2 separate regions of the Zea mays genome follow, and region 2 is linked to region 1. A link is a contact called in public Hi-C data. All regions are on one chromosome and are shown on one strand. Each heading gives the region's core, a stretch centred on a gene start, on an enhancer-like site or on the middle of the called end of the contact. The rest is flanking DNA. Distances are from core to core; before and after follow the strand shown.

The links. A called contact is a pair of places that touch in the nucleus more often than the background predicts.
Region 2: a Hi-C map of leaf shows a contact between it and region 1, with 5 times the contacts expected there. The contact joins the promoter of LOC103643812 here to the enhancer-like site in region 1. A contact is called at or near these places in 6 of 25 Hi-C or Micro-C datasets (ear, endosperm and leaf) and 1 of 3 datasets of contacts at active chromatin or transcription factors (seedling).

What each region holds. Positions count from the first base shown.
Region 1 is chr1:266,881,079-266,885,337 of Zm-B73-REFERENCE-NAM-5.0, reverse strand. No RefSeq gene overlaps it. Among protein-coding and RNA genes, the nearest start is that of LOC103643811, 11 kb to the left of the region's middle. Within about 2 kb of position 2,152, at least 16 of the 20 cell types and tissues checked have an H3K27ac peak or open chromatin away from gene starts, as enhancers often do. A contact at or near this core is called in ear, endosperm, leaf and 1 more, where this site is marked.
Region 2 is chr1:266,952,338-266,956,596 of Zm-B73-REFERENCE-NAM-5.0, reverse strand. LOC103643812 reads right to left here and starts at 2,138. Exons shown (of 4, transcript XM_008666972.4): 1 at 1,413-2,138; 2 at 372-524; 3 at 1-256. The coding sequence starts at 1,799.

The DNA.
Region 1 (4,259 bases), core at 903-3,402:
AGGTTCTAGATAGAACGAGTAAAGTGGTTCGACGGGAACACACTATGGTTTTTACACCAACATTGTGAAAAATTCTCAGAATAACCTCTCGGTATGCTCGCAACTTCATGTTGCTAATAAGGTACTAGCCATTTATCTCAAAGTTCGCTTCATGTCGTTCAGCGACAAATAGCAATGTGCCAACATCTGGTTGAGCAATGTATGACTGAGATTCTAGCATTTATTCATCTAATAAGGTCTTATTGGTTACTAATAAAATCCCAATTTGTGATGTTTTCTGTGCCAAAAAGGCTTTCATGCATTAATATTGAATTTCTTCAGGTTACTTCGGGTCAAACTTTATGCACGAGTAGAGAGCAGAGATTTAACTTATCTGTGTTTCATTGTATTTCAATTTAATTTCCCAGATTATTCAAGCACTATAGAGCTTGATATAATTGTTATGGCCACTTGGCAATATAAATAAATATATGATGCCACAGAACACAAGCAAATAAAATATAGAGCTAAACAAAATTGTTTACGAAGGTTGCACATAATGTGACTTTAGGGGCTTGAACAACCCACCACAATCCACGCGAGTACAAGCTCTAGAGTATCTGGCGTCAACGCGTGTGCGGCCATCAGGGCTACGACCGTATAACAAGCCATCGTAATAAGCGCAGCAGGCACAATTATGGCTTGGTAATTGGGGTACACGATAAAACCACGCAACATGCGCAACAAGCGCAATCGTGGCTCGCGGCAGACAGACAGTGCCTACAGGGCATGCAAAAAATATGCGACTCGGCGATGGCGATCTGACTCAACGGGAGCGATTCGATTAATGGAGAGTGCGATATAGCAATCACATGACGCAGCCAAGTTCGAACGGCACAAATATTGTGTCGTGTTGCCAGGGCGCAGTCAATATTCAGCTAATGCCATAACTCAGCCGATTACCAACGCAGCCTGATCGGCGTGTCTGAGTACCCATTATACAATTTAATCACTCGATGTGAGTCCGAAGGCTCAACACATAGAAAATATTTAGAGCGATTTGAGTACACACTATATAACCTTCACATGCATTTTAATAAATTTCCGCTAAGTATTTACTACGGGAAATAAAAGCAGAAAAATACTAGAATTAATTCATGAATATAACACATCAGATGCAAAAGCATTTTCCCACATCGAAGCATACATTTTCTATTAATTATTTACATCAAGAAATTAACGAATGTAGAAATTGCAACATATGTTTTATTCTATTTATTTAATGTATTGGGAAATTACCACGGAATTATGAGAGTGGGGTCCACGAGGCTTTTTTTTAATAGCCGATACAACATCTATGCACATGCATGGCATGACGTGATGCCGCATGCAGTTCGGCTGCAAGTTTCTTCAGCTAGGTGCGACGTGGGTCGGCAGGCTCAATCACGCATACACGCAGACTTGTGGTACGGTTTACGGAGTGGTCAGGTTTGGCTGGATCAAGTAACCAGCCACAGCCGTGGCTTTCGGCAGAAGCGAGACTGAGGGAGAGATCCGCTTTTCTCGCTTTCTTTCAGGCGCCGCTTTGACCGCAAGTGATCAGGCCGTTCGCTCTACAACCACAGAAAAGAGCCATGCCGCACGTCACGCTAATACTGTGCTAGGTTTCTTTCCTGTGATCTAACGATGCCTAATGACGCAGGCGAGGAAAGGATTGTGATTTGTACAGTGAGGAAGAGTGGAAGGGAGAAGAAGACACACCTCTGCTGGGCTGCTGTTGAATGGGCTACGAGTTGTACAGGCCCAAAACCTTTGCAGAGCCCGATGAGCGCATTCGAACGAGTGCTGAACTCGGCCCAGTAGGTTACGAAACAAGCATTTCCCTTTCGACGGAGACCTGACGAGTGTTGATAACTGAACTCGGCCCAGCACTATTGAAAACCAGGCACCTGATGGAATCACGTGAGACTCCACCGCAAATAACGTCGCGGGGAACGCTAGCTAGCGGTAGCGGGTACGTGTTTCTTGGCATCCATCTCGTTCTGCATCAACGGTGCATATGCCGAGCATCATCAGCGATACGACGGCCACCGGTCCCATGGCTAGAGCTGCCCATCCATCCAAGGGTATTATCAGTGGCGGGGGACGAAGCTGCTGTCTGTCTGTCTGTCTGTCTGTCATTCGAAACAAAAGAGAGAGAGAAAAAAGGCGTTTCATTTCAGTTCAGGTGAGGACCAGGACCACTCAGAGTCTCAGACGTCTGTCTCTGCAGCGCATCAAATCAAAAGGGAAACTATAGGCAATTCCTTCCTAGTTCATTCACCTGTGTTGGACCTGTTGGTTGTTCATGTGAAATTGTGAATTACTCTAGTCCATCTGTCCATGTTGGAGATGCCCCAGGCCAACTGCTCCTACCACTGCACTGCCCCAATCCATGGCCGTCCTGGAAATAGAATGAACTCCCTTTCCCCCGGTGCAGGAGTAGTCGCGCGTGCGCTCATCTGATCCAACTATGGCTGGTAATGGGCGACAGGAGTACACGCAGTGACGCAGTGAGTGGAGGGGGCGTCGTTTCGATAGCTGACCCCTGACGACGAAGCGACGCCAATAGAGATCTGGAGGATACGGAAGCACACGAACGGTGCCTGCCCTACTGTACGTCCGGATCCGATCCCATCACCCCCCACCGCGACACCACCCATCGTCCATGCATGCATCTCCATCCTACTCTACATACTACTACTACTACGTCCTGCTCGCTCGGTGGCCGGGCGAGCGAACTCGTCACGGCGTTTCAAATCAACCCTAGGCTGCCGGCGGCCGGCGGCCAAGCTGAAAAGGGAAAAGGGTGTGAAAAGAAAACTAAAAAGCGAGCGAGGCTACGCACGCAATCGAGCTAGCTGTTGCATATGCCCATGGGCCATGGCCTGCGCGCCTAGGGTGCTTTGGTACCTTCCTGAGTTCCTGTTGTCTCATCACCTGGATGGGGCCGGCGGACATTCATAAAATTGAGGCCCACGCACGCGCATGAAGGTCACATACATGTACTATCTAGCTAGAGCTAATTAATGCTACCATCTCCACAACCTAGATACTATGATACACGAAACTCGTTCATGCAACCTAATATATTCAAGCCTTTTATCTTATTCACTAGAACCACTCAATACACGGCTCATTTATGTGGATTGTATCGATAGAACCGTATCTTAAACTTAGAGAACCGTATTAGAGACGTCCCTTCACTAAAATATGTCTCTTGTGTTTTTTTTTCACTTACACTCTTAGATACCTCTTAGAATACTAGTCATTTATGTGGGTTGTACATGCCCTTAATAGCATATAACTAATATCCTATCTATTAGCTGGGGCTAGAAGAGTGTTTAAATATATAGCTAATTAGTGGGGTATAATTATAACTATTTATCTATTAGCTGCTATTATCTGATTTGGTGCATCTAGTGAAATAGTTGTTATATAGAATTTTAGCTAATAACAATTAACTAGTATATCATTTGTGTCTGTTTAGATAAAAATAATTATTAACAGATAGTAGATACTAGTTAAGTGAACCAAACAAAGCCTAGTGGAGGCTCATATGATTACCCATAAGTCCACAACACCTCTAGCTTTTGACTTCTAAAAGCTTCTTGGATTTTGAAAGATTTAAAAAGCTGAGATCCAAGGGATTCTAGAATGCTCAAACAAACATGCTCTATATTGTTAAACAAGATACCTATGTAGGGAAGCTCATTCATAATTTTTACCATCGGTAGACAAAATTTCAAATCTCTTATGCATGACACTCATGTGCCATTGATGACAAATAGGGTCCACACGTGCCATTGATAGTGGCAAATAATTAATGGGTTGCATAAAATTATGATGGTTAGAAAAGAAGAAAGGGAAACAACAGGCGTTAACTCCTTCAGGCTTCATGTGCGTGTCATCACACGTGTCTATCCGACGTGCATAGGTGAAACCCAATCGCATATAGGTCTCCAACCTTATCGCCTCCTCAATCATCGATGTTATTTTCCTTTCCATCCGATTACAAGTTGCTTCTTCCACTTCCACCTTACATTGCGTAGAGAAACCACCATCATCCCCACTATTCTTCGTCCTCTTGTGACGTAGTTTCTCCATATATTCCTCTTCCTTATGAATATGTCAATGTTGCACCATTTTGGAGTTAGGCTTTTTGGTTGACACAAGATAGATTGCATGACGAGATGTGTAGAGTATCCCAATGGCAACATGGGCCATGCTCTTATGGGTAA
Region 2 (4,259 bases), core at 889-3,388, 71 kb before region 1:
GATATTCAGCACCATCACTGTTAACACAAAACTTATCTTCGCCACCTGCCTGGCAAGTCTTCTTAGGCCTTCGTGTCGACACCAGATCTGTGAGAATTTTTACCTTCCTCAACCCTGCTTTAATAACCGAAACCTCATCTTTTCCTCCAGGAAAAGAATCGCCAGATGATGGGGACAATGGCAAGGTTGCAGCAGATCGCTGTGATGCATCAGATGTTTCTTGAAAAGCTCTTAATTCAACCATACTCAGAGTGAGCTGCAAAAAAAAAGATAAAAGGTCACATGGTATAGTGATTTAAGTAAAAGTTTTTTTCTAAAAAAATTGAAGGACAACTGTTAACCAGAACTTCTAGTTCACATCGTATACTCACATGAAGGGATGAGGCTCGTTCAGGTGCACCACCAGGTATAGACAACGGAAGAATTATCTCAATTGTCTCTCCAGCCGTCAATGCATAATCTGCTAGATTGAGAGAAGCAGTTCCCAGAATTGATGGTTTGTTCTTTGGGCCTTTGTTAATATCCTGTGCCGAAGAAATATGGAGAAGGAAGATGAGACTTGCTTGAAAAGATGAAATCAGCTCAAAAGAAATATACACAAAGTTGCCAAGGGATGACACCTCCAAAGCTAAAATAAAAAAACAAAATGTTCTGATTGATTTGACAAGGAAATTATCTTGTTCATATAGTACTTCGTTATTCAATGCTCATCATCACAAGGTAATATGTTATTGTCATGAAGGTAAACTTAGTCCATACTAAGAGGAAGATGGATACAGAGATTTAGTTCCTATGATTGATCGTGGACCATATGACATCAGAATCAACTCGTGTTTTTTTCGATTTCAATTGAAATGAAACGTGAGCGGATTATTTCTCCTACCAGTTTACAAGAGATTTAAAACAAATAGTACCTGAATCGTTACACAGACACAGGAAAGTTCAAGCAATTAGAAAACATTACTTAACAGAATAGATAAGTAGGACTACACACGCATCAGTATCAACCGCAAAAGGGACAAAGAAGAAGAAAAACTGGAAAGTAGAATGATAATGGGTAAACAGGATACCCTGATCAGAATTGCTTACTTAGAAATGTAGTGCCTGTTTAGACCACGGAATAGGAACTCAAATCGTTAGGAATTTAGGTCCAAATCCAGCTAGAATCCAAAAACTACAGAGAACTTTCCTTTTTCAAACACACCATGAATGGGAACAGGTAAAAAAACCATATTCTGAACACAAAATTTTACACTGGACAGAGTCAAACAAGTGAGAAATGATGCAACTAACCAACAGGGGACATCGATCGAAAACATCTAGTGATGTACAGTATATATAGTTCGGTGCATTGTTATGAGGATTATGAACAACACAGATAGTAGAAGAGAATCAAAGGAAGAGGCGCTCACGCTGAAGACGCAGAAGGCGAGCTCCCATGGGTGGAACGCGGCGCCCTCCCGCTGCGACGCGGCCGCGAGGGTGACGACGCTCTCGAACTCCTCCTCCCACGCCGCGCCGGCGTCCTCCCGTGTGCGGTTGCGCCTGACCGCGGCACGCCGCAGCGAGCCGAGCGCGGAGGCCCTGGGCCCCTTCCACCTCACCTCCGCGGCGACGGCGGCCCTGGGCTGCGCGGCGCCCGGCGGCTCGCGCTCCGGCGAGGCCGCTGTCGCGGGCGAGGGCGACGGCGAAGGCGAAGGTGAAGGAGGCGGGAGCCCCTCCGCACGCCGCACCAACAGCCGCACGCGGAACTTGCGCGCCGCCGGCGGCCGCGGCCACCGCATCATCCTCGCCACCATCAGCGGCGCCCCGGTCAACGCGCAGAGATCGGCCGGAGCCCGGGGTTTTGGGGGACAAGTATCGACGACTGAGACGGCAGGAAGCGGACAAGGGAACGAGGTTTCGGGGTCAGATCAGCGGTGGAAGCCTAGGCAGGCGTCGTCCTGAGGCTGAGAGAAGCGAGGAGGAGGAGGCGAGGCCAGCCGGACCGCTAGGTGGGAGTGGGATTGGATTTGAGGCGGAGTCGTCGGGGTGAGGAAGAGGACTGGAGGAGGCCCGCGGCGGATGCACGGGAGGAGAGAGAAGCGGAGCTCCGAAATAAATAGGAAGGTGAACGTTAGGTCGGGGGATTGTGTTGCAGGCCACTTCTTCGTCGTCTCCGTTTGGGTTTTTGTTTTGTTTTTCGCCCCCCGCCCCCCCCCCCCCCCCCCCCCCCCCCGTTATTTTTTTGGCAGTTGGGTAGCTTAGAAACTTTATTTTTTAAGAGATTTCAATTTTCAAAGAAAAATAGTTTGTTTTTTCTAAGAAAATAAGAAATCTTTAGAAAAATAGAGTTCCCAAACTAGCCCTAGAAATTTAAAAAAATAAAACAAACTCATTTTTATATCACTCTATGGCATCAAAATAACTAGGTGTCTAATTTTATAAAAGTTAAATAACATGTAAATAGTTAATCCTATTTTTATTCTCTTTGACCTTGACGTTAGATTCCACCACGTGGGACCCATAGCAGACTTTTTCTAGTACGCTGTAGTTTCGTCTCGTGTGGTTTTATTTTTCCCATTTGTCGCCCCACGATTACTACTCACTAAGTTTGCGCTTGCGCTTAAGTCAAGGTATCATTTTAGGAGCATCTTCAACTGTATCTTAAATCTTTCGGATATAGAGCTCAGCTCATAAAACCAATACCTTATACTTGTTTTTCACATCATTATGAACCTTTTGTTTAATAAATTTGTACTGTTAGCATGCTTATTTGGTGGCACGAATGTCTATATTTTTATTTTATAAATTCGGCCAAACATAAGAAAAAGGATCGGGGGAGTTTTTTGTAATTCTCGGAGATGCTCTAGTGTGGTACTGTAGTTATATTGCAAGTTGCCTGCCCGTGTCCGTAAGGCTATCCGCAACCGTTACCCCTAAATTTTTTCCCCTATATCACTTTTTCCCCCTATTTTCCTCCCTATTTTTTCATCTCCCGCAGCGGTTCCCCCTAAATACTCCCCCTATACCCCACTACCACTATAAAATATCATTTTCTATACCAACTATCAATTTTTTATCTACTAACAATTACTCGTGGACCCACAGCACAGTGTTTAGGGTGATGAACAGTGACACGCTAGATTTAGGGGGAGAGAGAAGGGGGCCAGCATGTAGGGGGCGTTGTAGGTGGCACCGCTGCGGCCGTGGAGTGCCCCCTACAGCCCCCATGCAAGGGGAGGGGGAAGGGGAGGGGGATGCGTTGCGCTAGGGATGAAAACGGGACGGATACATCCGGATATAGGGTCATCCCGTATCCTACCCTAATGTATTTCTCTCGGATACGGGACCGGATACGGGTAGTTAAGATTCGGGACGGATACAGGACGGGACCGGGTAATAATCCGGACGGGTAAGAAACGGATAACGGATACTACTCGGGTAGGTACCGGATAATTGTCGGGTAGTTCATCCGATGATATTAATTGTCCAACCATCCATAAGTTAAGCAATACATAATCATGTATATGATACATCAGATGTAAGAAAGGAAACCGGTAAAATTGACATCATGCAGTTCAAAGTTGCTTATTACAAGAACATTGTAGAACCAACACCGCAATATTTAAAATTCATAAAATATTCTAGTTCTAAAAATTTGCAAATAAGTTACAAAAACTAATAAACATTTTATATGAAGATAACTCAAGTCCTCGTATGAAAATGATAAAGTGAAGTACTGATTATATTGAAACTTGGATACTTACACTAATTTCACATGTAACTCATACAAATAAGTGAAAGTGAAAGGAAAGAAATGTGGGCATCTTATAGATCTTATGATCCAAACATTTTTTATGGTTACATATGGACATACGTTGTATCTCCGTAAAATTTCACAATTTTTTGAGGCTATTTATGTATTATTAATTTCTTGTCATAGAAAATCATCAAAATACAATTAAATCATTAAAATATTGTTTAAACAAAAACATGATGTATTACAAAGTCATAGATCTCTTCAAGCTCTACAATTTTCATATAAACTTTATCTTCATCCGATTTCATATGTAAAAGTTATGATTTTATAACTATATTATGCAGAAAAAGAAAAAACGGGTACCCGAATTCCGGGTATCCGTATCCGACCCGGGATTTTCGGGTACTGACCGGGTATTAGTGATTCCGTATCCTACCCGTATCCGAGGTTCAATATCCGGGTAATACCCGTATCCGTCCCGACAAACAAAATACCCGTATCCGTATCCGAAATTACG